4 separate regions of the Mus musculus genome follow, and regions 2, 3 and 4 are each linked to region 1. A link is a contact called in public HiChIP or PLAC-seq data. All regions are on one chromosome and are shown on one strand. Each heading gives the region's core, a stretch centred on a gene start, on an enhancer-like site or on the middle of the called end of the contact. The rest is flanking DNA. Distances are from core to core; before and after follow the strand shown.

Region 1 (2,995 bases), core at 350-2,849:
CAATGAAGATATCCATCATCATTTTTGTAATTTTATGGTACACAACATACCCATATTTCCAGGCCTCAGGAAATCATGGAGAGCACCAGTTGGTGGTTTATGTAAAGTGGGCAATACCTGATGGAGCGTCAACAGTCACAGGCATCGACCACGACCATACATCATAGCCTTGAGTGACAAAGGGAAGTGACAGGGTGTGAAGCCTCTCCCATGGTGGCAGGAAAGCCATGCTGTCTGCCTGGTGGAGCCAGGCTGCCTGGTGACCAGCACCCTTCTGGGTGAACGGTCTGCAGTTTTGTCCAAGGCCAGGTCAGAAGTAACAGACAGCTAGTGCAGGTCTGAGGGAGTCCTATGCTACTCCTGGAACTCTGTGCTACTCCAGTGCCCTAGGTAGGCCTCAGGATTGAATGCTATATTCTGAGTGCAGCTGAGCAATCTGCAGATGCTGGATGCTGTCATGGGCAGCAAGGCAGCAGGGATGACCAGAGTCCCACCCCTGCTCCCTGTTCCTGAACCCCTCACTAGCACAGCTTCCTCCTGTACCCATATGCAGGAGCTGCTTGGCAAATGCTGACGACAGCACTTCAGCTCCATCCTGGCTCTGTCCCCTGTGCCAGGAACCTTGGGGAACAGACAGGGATTTGGCAAGATTCCTAGGAAATGGATGGCGCCCCAGTGAGCATTGTGGATAGCGTTCCCCAGTGTTGCCAGACACAAGGCACTGCTGTTTCTCGCTCCTCCTAGAGAAAGGAGGGCCATTTTGGAGCAGGGTTTTAAATGGAATAGAGGGGAAAGCAATCCAATTCCCGGCATGCTCAGAACTTCATAACACAGGGAAGAATTCACCTTCCTAAAACTTCTTCTTGGGTGAGAAGTAAGGTAAATCTGGGGCCTAATTCCCCTGATTTTTCAGACTTAGCGTAGGTAGAAAACAGATCCATTGCCTTATTGACTGGTATCATTAATTCGAGGTTAGGGACCCGCAGGCCTCTCTGGAGCAGGCTCGCCTTCTCCTGCCTGCCTGCATATTACCCCTCTATCATTTTTACTCCCTCTCTGACTCCTTTGATATGGTAATGATCTTGCACAAGAAAAGCCATTTTTATGTGAGTGCTTAAGGAATTAAAGGTGAGAGAGAAGAGGCAGGGTGTTCAGAAAAATGACAGATCGTCATTAAAATCTAAGTTAGTGTAGCCCCTGTGATGACAAAGCAAGCTAGCAGGCCAAAGGGAGCTACAGGGTAGGACAGGCGGGTGCCTCTGGTGAGCATGGGGGACAGTGTTACTAACTGGCTGGCTTAGTGCTCTGCTGCTGATGTGCGCTTGCTCGCGCATTGATTTCCCTCTGCCCTCCACAGACCTGGCTGCAGTTAAGCCTTGTGTCCTCCACGTGATGCTGAGCCGAATCAGATTTTCCTTTTAGTTGTTCGATCACATTTTCCTTCCTCGAGCTTAGAAAGGCACACTTGGGACTATATAGTAATTGCCTCCCCACACCGAACTGCTGATACCTTTATTGGATTGGCATAGGGTTTCAGAGGACTGTGTTTAACAGGCAGTGAGCCGCAGCAATGCAAACAGCTCCGGTGTTTAAACAAGCATCCATTAGGCCAGGAAACAAGGCGATGCCAGACCATTTGGTGCTCTGTAATACTGGTGGCTTGAGGTGAGCTGTGAGCCGGGCAGCTACGCCCCACTTTGGAGCCTGACAGGATGGGCTCCAAGGGGAAACGCAGGATTCCCAGTGTTAGAGATGGAGCCCATTCGCCCCAGGTTTCTAGAAGAGGAAGGTGAAAGGGGAGGGGACTAGAAGTGTTGTGGCTAGGGACACGTGCAAAACTCATTAATATCTCATTATGTTAGAATTGCCAACTCCCCACAGATTGGCTTGAACACCGGCAGTGGCAAAGAACGGACTGGAGGAAAGCGCGCCCCCCCCTCCTTTTTGCAAGCCCCAGCAAGCCCCCCCCCCCCCCCCCGCTTGTTTTGCACCAAGGGAGTGGTGGTGTTGAATTTGTGAGGGAAGGCTGTGAGGAAAACCGCACAGGAGCAATAGCAAGCTGCTTGAGGGAGGGAGGCAGACAGAAAACTGTGGTTTGTAAATACACAAAGTGGCCAGCTTCTGTGTGCCAGCCAGAAGGGGGAGGGGATCCGAGCAAGCCAGAGGCTGGGAAACCCGGCATTGCAGCATCCACCGGGGCCATCCTGAAGCCTGGAGGTGGGGGAGGGGTTAGGACTTGAGGGGAGCAGTGTGAGAAATGGGGAAAGGGCTCTGAACTTCTAAGGGTCGGGAAGAAAATGAGGGGTAAACTGGATCAAAAGGAGAAGAGAGGGCAGCAGGGTCCAGCCAGAGAAAGTTGGGGAACTGTGTTCTCAGGTGCCTCAGTTGAGTAAGTAGAGCACAGAGAAGATTCTAGAGCAGACAGACGGTCTGCCTTGCCTGTTTCCAACTGCAGCCTAACTGAGCCCAAATCAGCCCAGTCTCGATGAGGGTTAAGTACTCCACCCTCATGGTAGCTCTGTGGCCATGCCCTAGCCCAAGCTTAATTCCTGCACAGCATTTATCGTTCATCGGTATACTCCAGGATGCCAGCTCTGGGGTTGGAGCCTTAGAGATGGGAAGTTGGAGCCATGCACCTCAGACAGCAAGGTCCCTGCAGACCTTTAATTTTGCTGTTAAAGGGTCAGCTGTTTCTGTCTTCTTGGATGCATCTGTACCCTCCCTCCCTCAACAAGAGGCAATTCTGTAACAAGGTGTGCCAAAGTGTAACAATTGGCCTGTAGATTATTGTAGGGAAACACCTTAAAGTCATTTTATTAATATTCTTTCAGACTATTCATTTCTGCTTTTTGTTTTTGAGAGTATTTCCTTTCTTTTATTTTTTTCTTTCTTTTCTTGAGATGGAGTTTCAAATATACCAGAGTAGGCTGGAACTCACTGTCTATCCTAGGATCCCATGCCTTTAACTCCTGAGTTCTGGGATTCCATTCCTGCT
Region 2 (2,995 bases), core at 311-2,810, 250 kb before region 1:
TCTCCCATGGCAGTCCCTCCAACAGTCACAGGAGACAGCGCTCAGCATCAGCCCTTGGTGGTGCTATGCAGAAACTTGGAGACAGTGTTTTCCTCTAACCAAACCTCCTGGATGGCCATCCCTTCAATTGAGTTATTCCCTGAAGCTATCTCAAGAGAGGAACCATTTTCTTTTCAAAGCAGAGGCACATAATGAATGTAACCCAGGCTGGCCTCTGACTTGTGACCCTCCTCCTTCACTTCTTGGGTGTTGAGGTTAAACGTCTGTACCTCTCAGCCTGGCTGGAGAAGTAGTTCTGAATACCGCCCTTCTTCCTGGAGCGTCCATGTTGGGTCCACACCAACATTGTACTCTGGCCCCTCATATAGTGCAGTCTACAGGTTTTGCATTTCCACACATAAACTGGGGTCGAGCTTAGACTCTTCAGGTTTAACGTGAGTCTAACAGGGCCTTTGCAGACACTCTCTGTACACACAGGACAGATGCAGGACTGGGCAGAAGAGGCCCCACGCATCAAGCACCACCCCGAGGAGATCCAAGTGCTGATTTCTCTTGTAATCTGCAGACATCTTGGCATCACCACTTTTGCCTTTGAACTTCCTGCTGTCTTATCATACTTCCAGAAGGGCTGTCCCTTCATGGAAACCACTAGGTTCCAATATCTCCATTTTCTTCAGCGTGCCTGCCATCACCCTGCGTGGGTTTGGGGGACATGTCAGACTGCACGGAGATTTGAGAGATCTGCCAGTCTACAACAGTAGAAGGCAAAGTCACATTACAGATTAAAGTTCCTGGCAGTTCATCTCCTCCTGTGGTGACCTTTGATGATCCTCAGGAATCACATACCTCCCTTAGATGGGACTACCCACCCTTCGGCTCTCCATCACCTCCCTTCACTTCAGGCGTGAGCACCATCGCCCATGCTGGTCGCTAACTTAGGGTGCATCCCACTGGCCTCCCTCTTTTTGCTGTCTAGATGCCCACTTCCCTCAGGAGCTCTCACAACCATTCTGCCCTGTCTCTAAGCCTCTGACATTGTCTCTAAAGTCTGCGAGGATCAAAACCCAAAATGAGGTTGGGGAGACAGCAAGTAGCAATTACATATGGAGATGTTTGGCATGGAGCTAGGAGCTTCATAGACACCAGCTTTAATACTCAGCACAGTTAGGATGGGTAGGAAGCTCTTGTACTGAACTGTACACAGTGTGTGTGTTGCTCACGGTCTCACGGCTGCTTAGTAGGTAAACTGAGTGCTGTACACAGCCCCGGTCTTTCAACCTCATAGCTGCTCTGCTTTGTCCTCCCATTGTGGCCCAGACTAGGCTTTTTGCTTTGCTCAAGAGTGGGTGTGTGGAATAAATCTGTCGCTATCTCTCAGATACCCTCCGTGACTCGCTGGCCTGTTCATTGTTCTGCAGATAGATCAGCAAGGATAAACCGTGTTTCAACATAAGCGAGTGTTTGCAAAACACCTTTTCCTCCTCTGCTGGGTCTCGCTCAGAGAGAGCTAGATGCTGCCAAGACTGAGGAGCGAGTGCACATGACTCATTCACAGCCTGCCAGGCAGGCTTCGCGGTGGGACTTCACATGTCGGAGGCACGGCGGCAGCTCTGTGATCTGCTGCACAGAGAGCCGGAGGAGGCAGCCCTGCGGAGGTGACAAACTCAGAGTCCACATGCGGGTGCCTGCCTTTACCCTCCCCAAAATACTTCACTGTCATTGTGTAGATAACAGTGACCCCATGGCGAAAGATGGCTCAGAGAGGTCTATTTCTTCTTGAGTTTAACAAATAATCAAACATTGTCATGCTGTGTGTATGTATGTGTGTTCATGTGTGTAGGTACGAATGCATGTGTGTTCATGTGTGTAGGTACGAATGTGTGTGTGCTTGTGTCTATACATATGCATGCATGTCTGTGTTCATATGTGTAGGTACGAATGTGTGTGTGCTTGTGTCTATACGTATGCATGCGTGTCTGTGTTCATGTGTGTAGGTATGAATGCATGTGTGTTCATTTGTGTAGGTACGAATGTGTGTGTGCTCGTGTCTATAGGTATGCATACGTGTTTGTGTTCATGTGTGTAGGTGTGACTGTTCCTCTGTGTAGGTATGAATGTGTGCATGTGTAGAGGCCAGTCGTCAACGTTGGCTGTCTTCCTTAATCATTTCTTCATCTTTTTTTTTTTTGAGACAGAATCTCTCACTGAACTAGCTCACTGCCAGTGAGCTCCAGGAATCATCTCCTCTCTGCCTCCCTAGGGCTGAGATTACAGACCCATGCTGCTGTGGCCTGGTTCTGTGTGGGTGCTGGCCGTCTGGACGCAGGCCCGCATGCTTGCATAATAAGCACTTTACACTGATCTGCTGCCCTCCTAGATTGTTTTAATCTCAAGGGAAAGCTATAGTTGGGTTTTACAAACATTGGGTGGCAGGTTGTGGGGTGGGAGGTGAGTTGGTCGGACACTATCCGGCACACCTAGAATAGGCTTTTCTTCTTTGTTTTTTTTTCCCCCTAGTACTGGGAATAGAACCCAGGGCCTAAGCGATCACTCTGTGACTGTACTGTCTCCAGGCCAGTGACACGTTCTTATTTAGGGTCTGGTCAGAGGATAGCAGCCCAATCCTTCAGTGGCACAGACCCTTCCCCTGCACGGATGGTGATGCCTCCCCACCCATTTGGGTCTGGATCCCCTCAGCACCCCTCACACCGTCTCTCCAACCCTTATCTGTGGGTTTGTTTTTTATCAGACCCTGATTGGGAAAGCCAAGGCCAGCACCCCATGTCCTCAGGACAACGTGTCACCTCTGTTACTGTCTCAGTGACAATTTAGTAAACATCTTCTGCAAATGACAAAGTAAGTACTTGGCTTTTAGAGACAGTTTTGACCCCTCCCAAGCCCCTCCTCCTCCTGTGAGGAGATGTCCTGCATGCTGAGGACTCGTCCCTGGCTATTGATTAAAGCCGGAAAACATGCTTAGTTTGCATCTGCTGTC
Region 3 (2,995 bases), core at 272-2,771, 200 kb before region 1:
GGGTCAATGTTCACTTGACTTTCCTGTCCCTCTCAGTGTGGGGCAAATGGTCTTAATCTCTATAAAGAAAGAGCCTCAGTGGTGTGGGTTACCCCACTGTTGTATTTAATTTTCTACTTTCTGGACTAATAAGAAAGTGTGGAATAAGTAAGAGATTGGGCTGGGAATATAGCTCAGGTGGCAGAGCGCCTGCTTAGCATGCAGGAAGCGCTGGTCCGGTTCTGAGCACTGTATGAAACCCGCCATATTGACATACATCTCTGGTTGGCGCTTAGGAGGTACAGGCGGAAGACCAGGATTATCACTGGCTATCTGTTGAGTTCCTGTCCCTCCTGGGATATATGAGACCCTGTTTCTAAAAGAAAATATGACAAAACAACACATGAGAAGGCTGAGAACTTAAGAGCTGTTTCTTCAGAGGACCCTGGTTTAAATCCCAGGACTGACATGATGGCTCACAATCTGTATGTAACTCCAGTTTTAGGGAGTCTGATGCTGTCTTCCGGCCTCGGGCACTGCATATACTTAGTGCATATACATACATTCAGGCAAGGCACTCACACATAAAATAAAATCTAAGAGACAGAGACAGACAGAGTGAGAAATAAGAGAGGGAGGAAGAGAAAGAGGGAGGGAGGGGAGAAGGGAGAGAGCACGAGACTCCTAAAGGCAAAGACTAGATGGTTGGGCATTCCACTGTCTTTAGTTTTTCTATGGTTTTTTCCTTGGTGAACCAAATCAAGCCCTTATCCACAGTGGGGATCGTCATGATCTTGGGGGAAGAGACAGAGAGGATCTAGCTGGAATATTCTGGGAGAGCATGCCTTATTGGGAGGGGCTTTTTGACGAGTTCTGCTGAGGAAGAAAATGACTGTCAGGTGTTTATAGGCGAACCAATCTGTCTTCGCCTTTGGCGGCTCTCAGCAGCAGGGTCTCCACACAGTGACTAGAGAATTCTTTGAAGTGGGTACTCCCAGAGAAGAAAGGGATGAGCCAAAAGGTTTGGGTCTCCCTATAAATTAAACCCAGCGTCAACAGGGATCAGAGCAAGAAACTTTAAGTGTCCAGTTTTCCCTTCTGTCCACACGGTCCCTTCCACTCCCTTCCTCCGTGCCCTGTGAATAAATAGCAAGTAGGTTTGGTGTTCATTACTCTTTTGCCGTGAAGACAAAGGTGACTCATCAGGCTAAATCGGAGATGGGGGGGTGGGGGGGTGGGGAGGATACCATTTTTCTCGCCGTGTACCAAGCTAGGTTACACGGAAGTGAATTCCCAGAAAAGTCGTAAAATAGTGAAGTAATCCTAAGACAGATACGGGGTCGACAGCTACAGGCACAGGCCCCTGAAGACAGGCCTCTGTGTTGTGGCGAGACAATACTGCTGACCATATGGTCTCATGGCAGGCCGGTTGTGGAAGTCAGTGGCTGCCTTTTGTTTGGGGAACTCTCTCAGCCATGGGTCTGTGGGAGCTCTCAGTGACTTCCTGTCTCCCTGGCAGGCATGCTCTTGGCCCCGGGCCAGGCTTGCTGTACTATTGCAGTCTCAGGCCAAGCCCAGCAGCTTGCATTTGGTAAGCAGTCATTGCTCCTGACTTTGGTCACTCAGCAAACCGTTTGTCCCACAAATACACACTAGGACCTTTTTTTACACGATATCTCCGTGGCAACTATTACAAAGAGAGCATTTTTTTTTTTTACGTACAACCTAATTAATTGATAAATGTATAGAATCCTGGATACTCAGTATTCCTGGTGAAAGTGAGAGTCGTTTGTATTTTTTCAGAGCCCTTTTCAAGTTGCTTCCCTACTCCTAAGGCTCAGCTAGCTAAGACTGGCTCGGATGCTAGAGGCAGGGCTCCTGCTACAAAAAAAGAGAGAGTCGCCATCTATCCAGTTTTTACATAGGGCTAAAACAGGCCCTATGCTTAGCCTGGGTCTATTTTTTGAATGTGTGAAGCCAGCATGTGTGTGTGCATAAAAAGGCTGATTAACTCCACTTTCCTCTGAAGCCTCTCCTCTGCCACTGTGCTGACTCTTCCCAAGACCAGGGTTTCTCCGTCTCCCTGAGTCCTGGATGTCTCTGATCACTGTTGGTTAGGGCCACCCACCCTGGCTCCTTTTCTTTGCTCCCCCAAATATGGAAATGATCCCCAAAAGAACACATGGCCCTGGGAAAGGTTCTTTCAAACACAGCAGAAGGCGAGACCCAGCGAGGCTCACACTCCAGGAGGGGAGGCTGTAGCCTGGGCTATTGTGCCCGTGAGGGAGAATATTTTTATTCCAGGAACTGCATGCATGGAGGAAATGGATACCACTCACACTTTGATTGAGGAACACCAAAAAGCTCCATGTTCTTGGTCTCTAGGAAGTCTTCGTCCTTCTCTCATATGTATGTATGTATCTGTGCTTGTCTGTGTGTGTGCATGTGGAGGCCAGAGGTGGGTGTTCGGTATCACCCTCCATTGCTTTCTTCTTCCATCTTGAGGCAGGAACGTCGCTACCACTGTCTAGCCAATCAGCCTGCTCCAGGAATCACCTGCCTCCACAGAGTGCTGGGACTACAAGTGGGCTGTTACATCCACTGAGCCTTTACATGGGCACTGGGGATTTGAACTCTGGTCCTTATACTTCTGTGGCAAGGGCTTTACCCCCTAAGCCATTTCCTAGCTCCTATGAAACCTTTTGGTGTAGAACACCTATGAAGGTTGATTTGGTTATGATGTTGGGATAAATCTATTTCTTTTCCTCATGAAGAAATGTCATTTCAAGGCCAATGCTGCTGTCTCTTGTATGAATGTATGTATGTATGTATGTCCTACTAATGACTAATCGGAGATTTTTATTTACACATTGGGCTGTGCTATGGGAATTGATATATTTTTGGCCTTGAAAAAAGTGTTTTTAAGTTCAAAGAATTACTCTGCTTGGAGACCTTCTGTGAGTTTGTACTCGCCATGTTAAGCAGGGGGTTAGGAACTGTTGTCCCATGCCCTGGA
Region 4 (2,995 bases), core at 277-2,776, 180 kb before region 1:
GTGGCTGATGAAGGGGCATCTGTTCTGCCAGATGTCTAGCTGTGGGATGAAGAAAGGCCTGCAGTTGTGAATCTCCTTGTTTACTGCAGGCATTAGAAGGTATGAGCCAGTGGGCTTTCTTTAGGTTTGTTTCTCTGAGGTATTTGCATAAATTACTATGTGCAGTGGCCTGTGAGAAACCCTAGAAATGTCACACACAGGTTTCCCAAGAATTACCTATGCACTATGTCAGTTTTGTGGACTAAAAATTCTATCTTTCTCTCTCTCTCTGCTTCTCTCTCTCTCTCTTAATAACATTTATTTAGCTTGTGTGTGTGTGTGTGTGTGTGTGTGTGTGTGTGTGTGTATCCCACAGTGTGCATTTGGAAGGCAGAGGACAGCCTTCAGGAGTCAATTCCCTCTACTGTTCAGCTCCTGGGCATCAAACTCAAAGCAGTCAGTCTTGGTGGCAAGTGCCTTTACCAGCTGAGCCAAGTAGCTTTCTTCTCAAATATGAACTAATGACCTCAGATGTTGTGTGGTGTGCTTACAAAACCTGTTCTACTCCTGTGCTAACCTGAGACGATTGTAACTCTTTGGAGATCTGGCTGTAATTTAGAAACTTTTAACGTGTACCTTTGTGGGACTTGGAGGGGAAAAATTTGATTTGACCAATTTCTGTCATCTGTCAACTTAGATGTATTTTGATTTCTAAACAGAACTGTGGAAAAGACTTCTTTCTAATTGGGAATGCCTTGCTTTGTTACCTAGGAAACACCTGATTGTTTTCTTAGGGAAATATTCTGCAAATTAGACTTTTAAAGGTCTGTATTAAAAATGCGCATAAAACATAAAGCTACATTTGAAACTAGCTTTCGGCTTAAAAATTAGGTTTCTGTGTGGTCAGCAGACAAGTCAGAGAAGCATCGTCTGAAGGAAGACAATAGCCTGGGTTTAAGAAAATTCAGTGTTTGGATCATTGTCATTAGCCTCACAAATGTTTGCTTTCAGGTTGTAGTAAAGAAAATCGAAGATAATGGCTTTGCCCCTAACTCCCATTTTTCTTGTATTAAGATCTAAGACCTACCTCAGTTCACATGAGACAGAGCCCCAATTTTTGAGAACAAACTGTAGAACTTCTAAATTTGAGGAAGAAACTGACCCTTTTTAAAAAGACATATTCCAGTGAAAACCAAAGGCAGCCAGAGCCTGGACCTCTGGATGTGTCAAGGAGCCTCACCTACCTCGGGTGTCTAGCATGTCCTCGCAGGGACCTGTTGGTGGTCTGTGCAGCCACAGGGAACCTTACACGAAAGGCACCTGTGCTTGCTAAAAATCTGCTCCGAGAGTGGAAAAGCAGATCCAAAATGCTAATCCTTTGTCATTGGTCACAGTCCCTCGACACTTCTTTACCAGCTAACTGCTACTGATTCAATTTGGCCAACTGTGCTTAGCTTCCTTAAAACCTGCCGCAGTTTCGGTTGAGTAAAGCGGTGATTCATTTCCTGCCCCGTGGGGTGTCAGCCAGCTCTAATGGTTTTGTCTGCAAGAGCCCACAGCTGCCCAGGATGGCGGGAGGGAAGCAGTGGGGCTAGCGCCTGGGCTTAGAGCGGCACTTTCCCGCGGCATCGGGAAGGGATTGAACCCAGGCAGTCGATTCAGGTTGATCATTTGGTTTTGTAGAACATACGTCCTCTTGATTTCTCCTGTCCGTCAGGAGCGCAAGAGAACAAGCAAGAGAAATGTTCTCTGTGTGGGTGTCTTTCCCAGGAGAGCGCCCGAGCGACACTTCAGATCTCGTTTATGCAGCATAGCTTGATTAATTTGGCTGGTTGTTCAGAATATGTAGCCATTGTAGTACAGCTCTAGCTTGCTTTCTCTCTCTCTCTCTCTCTCTCTCTCTCTCTCTCTCTCTCTCTCTCTCTCTCTCTCTCTCTTTCTTTTTTTCGTCCCTGGTCCCTGAGACAGGATCTTACTGCGTATTTCTAGCTGTCCCTGAACTCACAGAGATCTACTTGCTTCTGCCTCCCAAATGCCACCACGCCCAGCCGCCCGAATACAGCCTTTTGTATTGTGTGAAAGTATCAGCAAAGAGAAAGAGATTTTCAGTCTTGTGTTTAACCTCTTCAGGACGGTGTTTTTATTTTCGGTTTTAAATTACACTTATTTATTTTAGGGGGCACTCACTACAGAGGTCAGAAGACAAGTTGGTTTTATCCTTGTACCATGTAGGTTGTCCTGGGAATCAAACTCAGCTCCTCCCGCTTGGCGGCAACCGCCTTTACTTGCTTAGCCATTTTGTAGTCCCATCTTGTTTGTTTCTGTGGAATCAGCTTTTCTGAATCTCAAGGAAAGAATAAAATAACAAGAAATGCTGTCAGCAAACCAGAGTGTTGCAGGTTGGATGGTTAGAGTTCAGAGTTGGCACATGTTTCTCCATCACTTTTCTTTCAAAGTAAGGTGAATCAGTACCCATTTTCTGGATTAAAATAGACACGTGAATGTGTGTCTCATTTGCATATTTTGCGGGAAAATTTGTTAGGTTCAAATGCAAAGTTCAAAAGGATGATATTTGCTTTGTTAAGAAATCAGTTTGGGGCTGGAGGGATGGCTCTGCAGTTGGAGCACTAACTGCTTCCCAGCACACAGGTGGATGTTACCAAACGTCTGATGCTGTTCTCCAGCTTTGGAGGGTCCTCATGTGCACAAGCCCTCCCCATTTCATGCACACGTTTTTAAAAGCATATTTATGTGTGTATATATATATATATATATATATATATATATACACACACACACACACACACACACACACACATATGTGCCTTTAAAGGCACATACATATATGTGAATTTTAATTTTGCAAAATAGTTATTTTACTATCCATCTAATAATGAATTGTCACACACACACATATATATATACATATATATTTACCTTTTCCAGAAATATCTCAGTTCAAAAATTGGATATATTTACATTTTGCACCTGTTTTTAGTTTCAGTCAAGGAGTATT

Evidence for each region. HiChIP or PLAC-seq counts read pairs in DNA pulled down with a chosen protein or histone mark.
Region 2: a contact with region 1 is called in a FOXA1 HiChIP or PLAC-seq map of pancreatic cancer cells. The contact joins two enhancer-like sites. A contact is called at or near these places in 1 of 484 Hi-C or Micro-C datasets (bone marrow-derived macrophages), 2 of 115 datasets of contacts at active chromatin or transcription factors (embryonic basal ganglia and pancreatic cancer cells) and 2 of 9 other capture datasets (embryonic stem cells and liver).
Region 3: a contact with region 1 is called in a FOXA1 HiChIP or PLAC-seq map of pancreatic cancer cells. The contact joins two enhancer-like sites. A contact is called at or near these places in 4 of 484 Hi-C or Micro-C datasets (bone marrow-derived DN2 thymocytes, cerebellum, nephron progenitors and 1 more), 3 of 115 datasets of contacts at active chromatin or transcription factors (embryonic basal ganglia, embryonic midbrain and pancreatic cancer cells) and 1 of 9 other capture datasets (embryonic stem cells).
Region 4: an HNF4G HiChIP or PLAC-seq map of pancreatic cancer cells shows a contact between it and region 1. The contact joins two enhancer-like sites. A contact is called at or near these places in 1 of 484 Hi-C or Micro-C datasets (bone marrow-derived DN2 thymocytes) and 6 of 115 datasets of contacts at active chromatin or transcription factors (bone marrow-derived macrophages, embryonic basal ganglia, embryonic hindbrain and 3 more).

Annotation. Positions count from the first base shown.
Region 1 is chr3:51,887,590-51,890,584 of GRCm38.p6, reverse strand. The region is part of intron 1 of Maml3 (mastermind like transcriptional coactivator 3); the gene reads left to right. Among named protein-coding and RNA genes, the nearest start is that of Gm46803, 180 kb to the right of the region's middle. Within about 2 kb of position 1,599, at least 120 of the 459 cell types and tissues checked have an H3K27ac peak or open chromatin away from gene starts, as enhancers often do. A contact at or near this core is called in cerebellum and pancreatic cancer cells, where this site is marked.
Region 2 is chr3:52,138,921-52,141,915 of GRCm38.p6, reverse strand. No RefSeq gene overlaps it. Among named protein-coding and RNA genes, the nearest start is that of Maml3, 35 kb to the right of the region's middle. Within about 2 kb of position 1,560, at least 64 of the 459 cell types and tissues checked have an H3K27ac peak or open chromatin away from gene starts, as enhancers often do. A contact at or near this core is called in pancreatic cancer cells, where this site is marked.
Region 3 is chr3:52,087,052-52,090,046 of GRCm38.p6, reverse strand. The region is part of intron 1 of Maml3 (mastermind like transcriptional coactivator 3); the gene reads left to right. Among named protein-coding and RNA genes, the nearest start is that of Maml3, 16 kb to the left of the region's middle. Within about 2 kb of position 1,521, at least 349 of the 459 cell types and tissues checked have an H3K27ac peak or open chromatin away from gene starts, as enhancers often do. A contact at or near this core is called in cerebellum and pancreatic cancer cells, where this site is marked.
Region 4 is chr3:52,068,547-52,071,541 of GRCm38.p6, reverse strand. The region is part of intron 1 of Maml3 (mastermind like transcriptional coactivator 3); the gene reads left to right. Among named protein-coding and RNA genes, the nearest start is that of Maml3, 35 kb to the left of the region's middle. Within about 2 kb of position 1,526, at least 340 of the 459 cell types and tissues checked have an H3K27ac peak or open chromatin away from gene starts, as enhancers often do. A contact at or near this core is called in pancreatic cancer cells, where this site is marked.